Linked DNA regions of Macaca mulatta: region 2 is linked to region 1. The links are chromatin contacts, called in public Hi-C maps. All regions are on one chromosome and are shown on one strand. The core of a region is the stretch at or near the end of the contact, and the rest is flanking DNA. Distances in the headings are between cores, read along the strand shown.

Region 1 (3,846 bases), core at 465-2,964:
ACTACGCCAACCTTCATCTACTAAAAACCTCCACTTCTGGACTTAACCTATCTTTCTTCCATATCATGTTTCTTACACCGTGCTGGATTGCTCCCATTGGCATAAAAACACGCCTATATCACACATCTTTTAAAAAGTCAACTATCTGGCTGGGTGCAGTGGCTCATGCCTGTAATCCCAGCATTTTGGGAGGCCAAGGCAGGTGGATCACTTGAGGTCAGGAGTTCGAGACCAGCCCGTCCAACATGGAGAAATCCTGTCTCTACTAAAAATACAAAAATTAGCCGGGTGTGGCAGTGGGTACCTGTAATCCCAGTTACTCAGGAGGCTGAGGCAGGAGAATTGCTTGAACTCAGGAGACAGAGGTTGCAGTGAGCCAAGACTGCACCACTGCACTCCAGACTGGGCGACAGAGTGAGAGTCTCTCTCTCAAAAAAAAAAGTCAACTATCATCCAATTTCCCTACTTCCTATTTACATGAGAACTCACAGACAGTGTCTTTGCTGTTTCCATTTTCTCAACTTTCACCATCTTTTCACCCCACTGCAATCAAGCTTTCATCCACTGAAATGATTCCTATCATCAAGGTCACCAAAAGTCTCCATTTACATATCCAATGGTCAATTGTCTGTCTTTTCTTTTTTCTTTTTTTTAAATTTTTTTTTTGAGTCAGGGTCTTGTTCTGTCTCTTGGCTGAAGTGCTGTGCAGTCGTACAATCATGGCTCAAGGCAGCCTTGAATTCCTGGGCTCAAGCAATCCTCCCACCTCAGCCTCCCAAAGTGCAGGGATTACAGGCATGAGCCACCTCGCATGGCCTACCTTCATCTTATACCTCTAAGCGTTTTACAGTTGACTAATCTCTCTTTTGAGTTTTTTTTTAAAGTTTCCATAACACTGCACTCTCAAACACTAGAATGTAAGCAGAAGGACTTGTTTTATTCACGGCTGTATTCCCAATACGTAAGACTAGTGTCTGCCACATAGTAGCTGTTCAATAAATATAACTGATGAATTATGTCCCACATGGCAAGCAGAATACATAGTAGGTGCTCAAAAAATATTGTTTTAATTAATATATTAATGAAGGATCCGAAAAGCTCCATGATCTGAGGGGAATCCCAGGCCCCAATTGTTGGTGAACCATTAAGTTAGTTGAGAACTCTTCTGCGCTATCGAGTTTAAGCCAAGGAGATAATCCTAACGCCAGGTCCTTAGGTGCAGGTCAAGCAAAGAGGCTACAGGGGTAACACTATGACTGACACTAGGTTAGAGACTGAGGAACTCTCAAAAGGGGTGGGGGCAGAAATGTCGCTCAAGGAGCATATCTCCGAGGATGGGGCCAGGATAGTGTCTTCGCTGACAGGATAGGAATTCTGGAGTTCTCCGCTCTGGGGACGGAGGAGGGGCAAGAATGCTCCGATCCACGGGCTAATAAAGGCAAACCCGAAGTTCTCCCAACCTCTGCAGAACACCCGGTACTCACGTTCGCCCTCTTGGCCGCTTGCATCGCCATCTTGGCGGGCTGATAAGGTTACCGTAGCAGATACTGAAATTCCTCCGGACCCCTCCGGAGCTCGCTCGGTTTCAGGCGTTACACCGCGTTAGACGCAGGACATCAACATCCAGGACCCGCCGGAAGCTGTTACAGCGGAATAGCGCTGTCTCACGCCGAGACGCGCTGACGTAGCAGCCCCCTTCCAATACACTCCCGGGTAAAACCGAGCCTGAGAGAGACGCGAGGCCGGAAGATGGAAACGCGAGTTCAAGACACTTCCGGGCTCTGTAGCGTAAAGGGCGGGGCGTAGCCTCCAAAAGGCGGGATGTTCCGGTAGGGGAGGCCCTCCCTGACCAAAGGGAGCCGGGCGGAGGGGGCGGGGCCTGAGGAGGGCGGTGAGCTGGGGCGGGGCCCAGGTGAGTAATTGGGGAGCGAAGGAGGCGGGGGTTGAGGAGGGTTATGACAAATAGGGAGGGGCCCAAGTGAGTAGCGGGAGGGGGCGGGGCCTGAGGAGGGTGCTGAGAGCTGGAGCTGGGCCCAAGTGAGTATCGGGGAGGAAGCGGGGCCTGAGGAGCGAGATGAGCTGGGGCGGGACCCAAGTGAGTAGCGGGAGGGGGCGGGGCCTGAGGAGGGCGGTGAGAGGTGGGGTGCGGCCCAGGTGAGTAGGGGAAGTGGTCGGGGCCTGAGGAGGGTGGTGGAGGTGCAGCGGAGCCCAGATGTGTAGCGGGAGGTGGTGGGGGCTGAGGAGGGCGGCGAGAGGTGGGGTGGGGCCCAGGTGAGTAGCCGGTAGGGCCAGGGCCTGCTGTGGTGCCCGTGCGGGGCGCGCGGGCAGGTGCGGGAGACGCGATGGTGGGCCTGAGCCTCTAGCCGTGCTCAAGGCGGAGTCTGCGGGGTTCTGGCGGCTTGTGTCACGGCTGACGCTGTAACTATACCCAGAACCTCCGACCTTGGAGGGGCGCTCAGGTGGAGCCTCAGCTGATCGGGCCTCTGAAATCCCCGCTGCGACGCCCGCCGGACTCCCTCCCCAACCCCGCCGCGGCGGCCGCAGTCCGCGTGCCACCCTTCCAGTCCACTCTTTATTTCCTTAGACCAACTTTAAACGGCTCTGGAGGAAGCACCGGGTTTCTTGCCTGTTTATTGTGAATCTTCTCCAGGTTTGCTCTAGAAAGGCCTGAGGTGGCCGCGTCCTGTCTTGCCCACTCCTCCTTCACTGGGGCAGTTCCAGGACGATCTTGCCTAGGTTTTTGTTGGTCTCCATGTACTTATGGGCCTCCTGGATTTCGGTCACTGGGTAGATTCTGTCCAGAACCGGCAGTAGACGTTGGGGGCCCTCCGTGGAGAAGTGAGGCAGAATTTGCTCCGTGAAAGCATTCACTAGCATTTGCTTGTACTAAGACAAGGGAAAGGAGAGCATCAGCCTGGGGAGAGAGCCTCACCCCGCCCTCCTCATCCTCCTCAGCCTTCTTGCTCTCTCTGAAACCACATATCTGAAAAAGAACACGGGGACACTTAACCCCTCACTTTCTAGCATGTGTGTGCAATACCCCTGAAGGAGTGATGTGCCATCTCAGAATATGTCTGATAGGTATATTGTTTATTTTGAGGTGAAAACATTGGAGAAATTGTAGTTTCAGAAAAGGATAGCTGACCTGTCTCTTCTTGCATGTAGCAAGTCATAAAGATTCCTGTGGGAGGGGCACCCTCCCCATACTAGGGCAAGAAAATAGCCTTTATCACCGGAGACTGGAAACAGGGCTACAGTGGAACTGAATAAATAAACTTAAGGAAGTAACCCTTATCTTCCACTAGTTTTACGCCCCCCACCCCCATATATCTCCTAGTGACTTCCCTAGAAATTTACTATCCCTAGCCCGATTTTGCCTTATTTCTTCTCAAATTTATTGTTCTTTGTCTAAAAATTACAAAAGCATCTTACTTTGGCCAGATCACTTGAGCCTGGGAGTTTGAGATCAGCCTGGGCAACATGGTGAAACCGTCTCTATAAAAAATACAAGCCAGGCATGGTGGTATGCCTTTGTCTTGGCTACCTAGGAGGCTGATTGTGCCACTGGACTTCAGCCTGGGTGACAGAGTAAGACCCTGTCTCCATTAAAAAAAAAAAAAAAAAAAACATGCTTTTCTCCTGTCAATCTGCTGTTATCAATTTGGTTTCTAGATCCAGCCGAAGAGACCACATAGGAGGTAAAGGGGGGTTACAGGTGATCTCTGGCTCCCCTGTACCTCCAAATGTGTAACTTCTGTTCTGTACCAGATAAAGACTGAAGCCTGAAGTAAAATGTTAGTATCACTGACAGCCTAAGAATTGTTTTTTTGTTTGTTTGTTTGTTTT
Region 2 (3,940 bases), core at 1,290-3,789, 150 kb before region 1:
AACAAAGTTTCATTAGTACCCTTCTACAAAGAGCTCTCATATCTTTCATTCTTTTAGCAATTTAAAAGCTACCAAACGTTCATTTCCTCATTAGATTATTGATTCCTAGCCTTTTAACATTTCTATAACAGCTGCTTGACAAATTACCTCACCTTATTCCTCAGGGGGTAAGGACAGCATGATAGCCATGAATTCAAAAATGGGACCACAAACTGATGAGTGAAGATGAGCTAATTGCTGCAGATGAGTTAGACACTGCTCTAATAGACTAGGCACTCACATAGCATGATACAATTAAATGCTTACACCCTAAATATTTTCTTTGTCCTTAAATGTAGAGAAAAGATATTTTCTTAAATTGAGTTTTATTTTAAAATATGTGATAGCCTCAGTAGGTCAAGAAGCTGGAACATGTTTGGAATAGTTTCTACCGAAAGCCTCGTCTTCAAAGTACTTATTCTCAATAGTTTGCACAACTTTCAGATTTAACCTTATTTCAACCTAAGAGATTCGTAAGCCCCCAAAATAGTCTATTACATAGGACAGTTATAATGCCCAAAATTTTATCAAATAAAAGCTAAGACGATTTTCAAAGATATAATAAAAATATTTCAGAGTAGTATCGTAAAATATTCCTGTTGTCTCTGCCTAGATCCGTTGTTAGTGTCAAAACAGTTTAAGACACAAAGAGAAAAAGCACACACAAACCGCGATCTTGTAGACCCCTAGAACATAAAATATTGCTTCCCCCCAGTAAGAACCACAAAATGGTATGGAATTAAAGAAGCATTTTAAATGAACAGCATTTTCCAGCCAAATTACTTAGCAAGTCAGTCTCTTTCAGACAGAAGCAATACACTCTTCTCTGAATTCAGAAACAATTTCATAGTAAAATAAACGTGTCAATTCCTTTTTAAAGCAATAAATATCTGTGCTTAGCTTTATACTGTAGGTAATAAAATTTCAAGATCTTTCAATCATTTTTTTAATTCAATCACCAGGGTCTTCAAATGTCATTTTTGCAACTGCATGACAACACTGGTGTTCATTCAACTTTTGTAATATAGTCCCATAACGAAAATGTAGACACCCAAGAAACCACACAGTTTTGGCACGATAGTGCTGACTATCCGAAACATTCCACTTGTTTCTTTCGACGTGCTCCTTCTGTGACCTGAAAGCTCTGGTTCCTACTAGCACCTTGGTGAGCTAGCTGGCTGGTTCCCCAGCCATAATATCATGTTTGATCTCTCCTGCCTGGAGAGGCGATAGCGTTGATTTTGTTTTTAAAGTTGGTGTCAGAGCAGCTACAAACTTTTTTCAGCATCCCTGCCTGGCTGCCAACTGGAGCTCTCTGTTCACTTCCTCACCAACTTGAACCACCCCCAAACTGAGAGTAAGCTGGAGTTAGACAGCGGCAGGAACTGACACACTTTCAAGAAGGGTTTGACACCGCAGAAAACTTTCACTTCTCCAACCCTTCCACCCAGGGGTTCTGGCCCTTCGCTCTTGCTTCCCCGCTAGAATTCCCCTCTGGGGCAGGACAAGGACAAGGACAGCAGATCGTTCGAATGACCCCGAAAGGGACCCCCAAAGCCCTCTCCCCTGGACTCATGGGCTGTTCTTTACACAAAAGAGCCGGGCCAGCTTGAAAAGCAAAGGGGACAGCGTCGCGGCCCTTCTCCTGGGTGCCACCCTCCACCGCGCCCGCAGACCCTGTCTCCAGCCGCCCGAGCAGTCTCCACTGGAGGCTTCCTGCCCCCAACCCGGCCAGACAAAGCCTCGGCAGCCGGGCCGGCACTTCCGAGCCTCCGGACTCGGGACGCCGCGCTCTTACCCTGGCCTCATCCAGAGTGACGCCGGCGCCACCGCTTCCCCCGGCCTTGGCGGCGGGGCAGCTGGCGGCGCGGGTCTTGGAGGAGCGGGTCCGAGAGGAGATGAAATGGCTGCTGCCTCCGGTCGCCCCAGGCTCTGCTCCGGCCCCAGGCCCAGGCCCGGGACCAGGAGACTTGGACCCGAGAAGGCGGAGAGAGCTCTTCCGGGTGTTCACCATGGTCCAGCCAGGGGGACGGAGTCCACGCCGCGCCCGGGAGAGCCGAGCAAGGCCGGCCCGCCGGCCGGTCAGTCAGGGCCAGCGGAGCCGAGCCGGGCAGTGAGAGACGAGCCGGTCCGGAGCGTGCAGAGCGCAGACGAGCACAAGAGAGAGCCGGGCAGAGGAAGGGAAGTCGGCGTGAGCAAGCGGCGAGCGGGAAGCGGGGGCGGTGCTGCAGGCGGCAGCACAGACACTCCGCCGGCTTCGCCCTCCTCAGCGGGAGCTGAGCGGAGCCGCCATTTCTACCCCTTTCTCTCCCGTTCTCGCTCTCGAGCTCCGTGCGTCAGGGCTCCAGCGCCGCAGGGCCAACGAGACCGCTTCCGGCCGCAGCCGCGGCGGGGCGCTGCGAGGCCAGCCAGCCCTTCCCGGCAGCTCTCTCCTCTCCCCGCGGCCTCCAGCTGCCCCGCCCCCGGCGCGGCGTCAGCGCTCGGCGGCCGGGGAGCGACGCTCTGGGCTGTCAGCTCGATGGTTTCCAGGTCTCCGCTACCGCAAAGCTGGGGGGACCAGAAAAGCCAGACTGATCAGGACGAGTTCGGGCGTGGACTTGGGCCAGAAGCTCTCGTGCCCAGCCAGGCCTGGACGGCCCCAGACCCCACCGTCTCCCCCGTGGCCTGGATGGAGCAGGGGACGGCCGGCGAAGGCGCGGGGTGGAAGGGGAGCGGCGACGAAGTCGCGAGGAGCTGACTGGGAATCCCCGAGCTACCCGAGGCAAGACACTGAACTTGAGTCGCACTTTTCATGCCTGTAAAAATGAGAATGACAGCTGTGATAAAAAATTGATCTGGGCGGTATCTGGAACGTGGTAAGCTTAAGACGAAAAGGGTGGGGGGCGCGAAACACCACGCTAGAACCCTGCGTCTTTAAACAAAGCGAGGCAGGGTCGTTTTCTATCCTCTTAGCCAGATCTAAGGCGGAGTCAAAGAATGAGTTCCCTCTAAGAGCCGCCTCTATCACCGCCCCCTGCCCCTGGCCCGCTGAAGAATTAGCATTCAAAAAGCTGAGCCCAAAGATATAACATTTGCAATTTAACTTCCAAAGAAAAAAAAAATTAAGCCACACAATTCATATGAAAAGCTCTGCTGCAGGCCGGGTGCGGCGGCTCACGCCTGTAATCCCAGCACTTTGGGAGGCCGGGGTGGGTGGATCACCTGAGGTCAGGAGTTCGAGGCCAACCTGACCAACATGGTGAAACCCTGTCTCTACTAAAAATACAAAAAAATAGACGGGTGTTGTGGCGGGCACCAGTAATCCCAGCTGCTCGGGAAGCTGAGGCATGAGAATCACTTGAACCCAGAAGACGGAGGTTGCAGTGAGCCGAAATGACGCCACTGCGCTCCAGCCTGAACGATAGAGCCAGACCCTGTCTCAAAAAAAAAAAAAAAAGAAAGAAAGAAAAGGAAGAAACGGAAGGAAGGAAAAAGAAAGGAAGGAGAGAAAAAACTTTGCTGTAAAGTAGGAATTAGGTTCATTTCAAAAATTCACAATACAGGTCGGGAGCAGTGGCTGAGGCCTGTAATCCCAGCACTTTGGGAGGCCGAGGCAGGTGGATCACTTGAGGTCAGGAGTTCGAGACCAACCTGACCAACATGGTGAAACCCCATGTACTAAAAAATACAAAAAATTAGCCAGGTGTGGTGCCACATGCCTGTAATCCCAACTACTTAGGAGGCTGAGGCAGGAGAATCGCTTGAACTCCGGAGGCAGAGGTTGCAGTGAGCCGAGATCGTGCCACTGCACTCCAGCCTGGGTGACAGAATGAGACTCCGTCTCAAAAAAAAAAAAAAAAAAAAAAAATTCACAGTACATTAGACATAGCCTACTGGTTATTGGGCAGAAGTTTATTAAACT

The links. Hi-C and Micro-C count contacts between places; a contact is called where the count stands out from the background.
Region 2: a Hi-C map of liver shows a contact between it and region 1, with 2.2 times the contacts expected there. The contact joins the promoter of UBXN2A here to the promoter of SF3B6 in region 1. A contact is called at or near these places in 2 of 14 Hi-C or Micro-C datasets (fetal cortex germinal zone and liver).

Annotation. Positions count from the first base shown.
Region 1 is chr13:100,964,736-100,968,581 of T2T-MMU8v2.0, reverse strand. It overlaps SF3B6 (splicing factor 3b subunit 6), which reads right to left and starts at 1,714. Exons shown (of 4, transcript NM_001260884.1): 1 at 1,485-1,714. The coding sequence starts at 1,514. It overlaps TP53I3 (tumor protein p53 inducible protein 3), which reads right to left. Exons shown (of 5, transcript NM_001266424.1): 5 at 2,604-2,886. The coding sequence ends at 2,704.
Region 2 is chr13:101,114,724-101,118,663 of T2T-MMU8v2.0, reverse strand. UBXN2A (UBX domain protein 2A) reads left to right here and starts at 2,539. Exons shown (of 7, transcript XM_015111809.3): 1 at 2,539-2,894. It overlaps ATAD2B (ATPase family AAA domain containing 2B), which reads right to left and starts at 2,357. Exons shown (of 28, transcript XM_077960076.1): 1 at 1,838-2,357. The coding sequence starts at 2,053.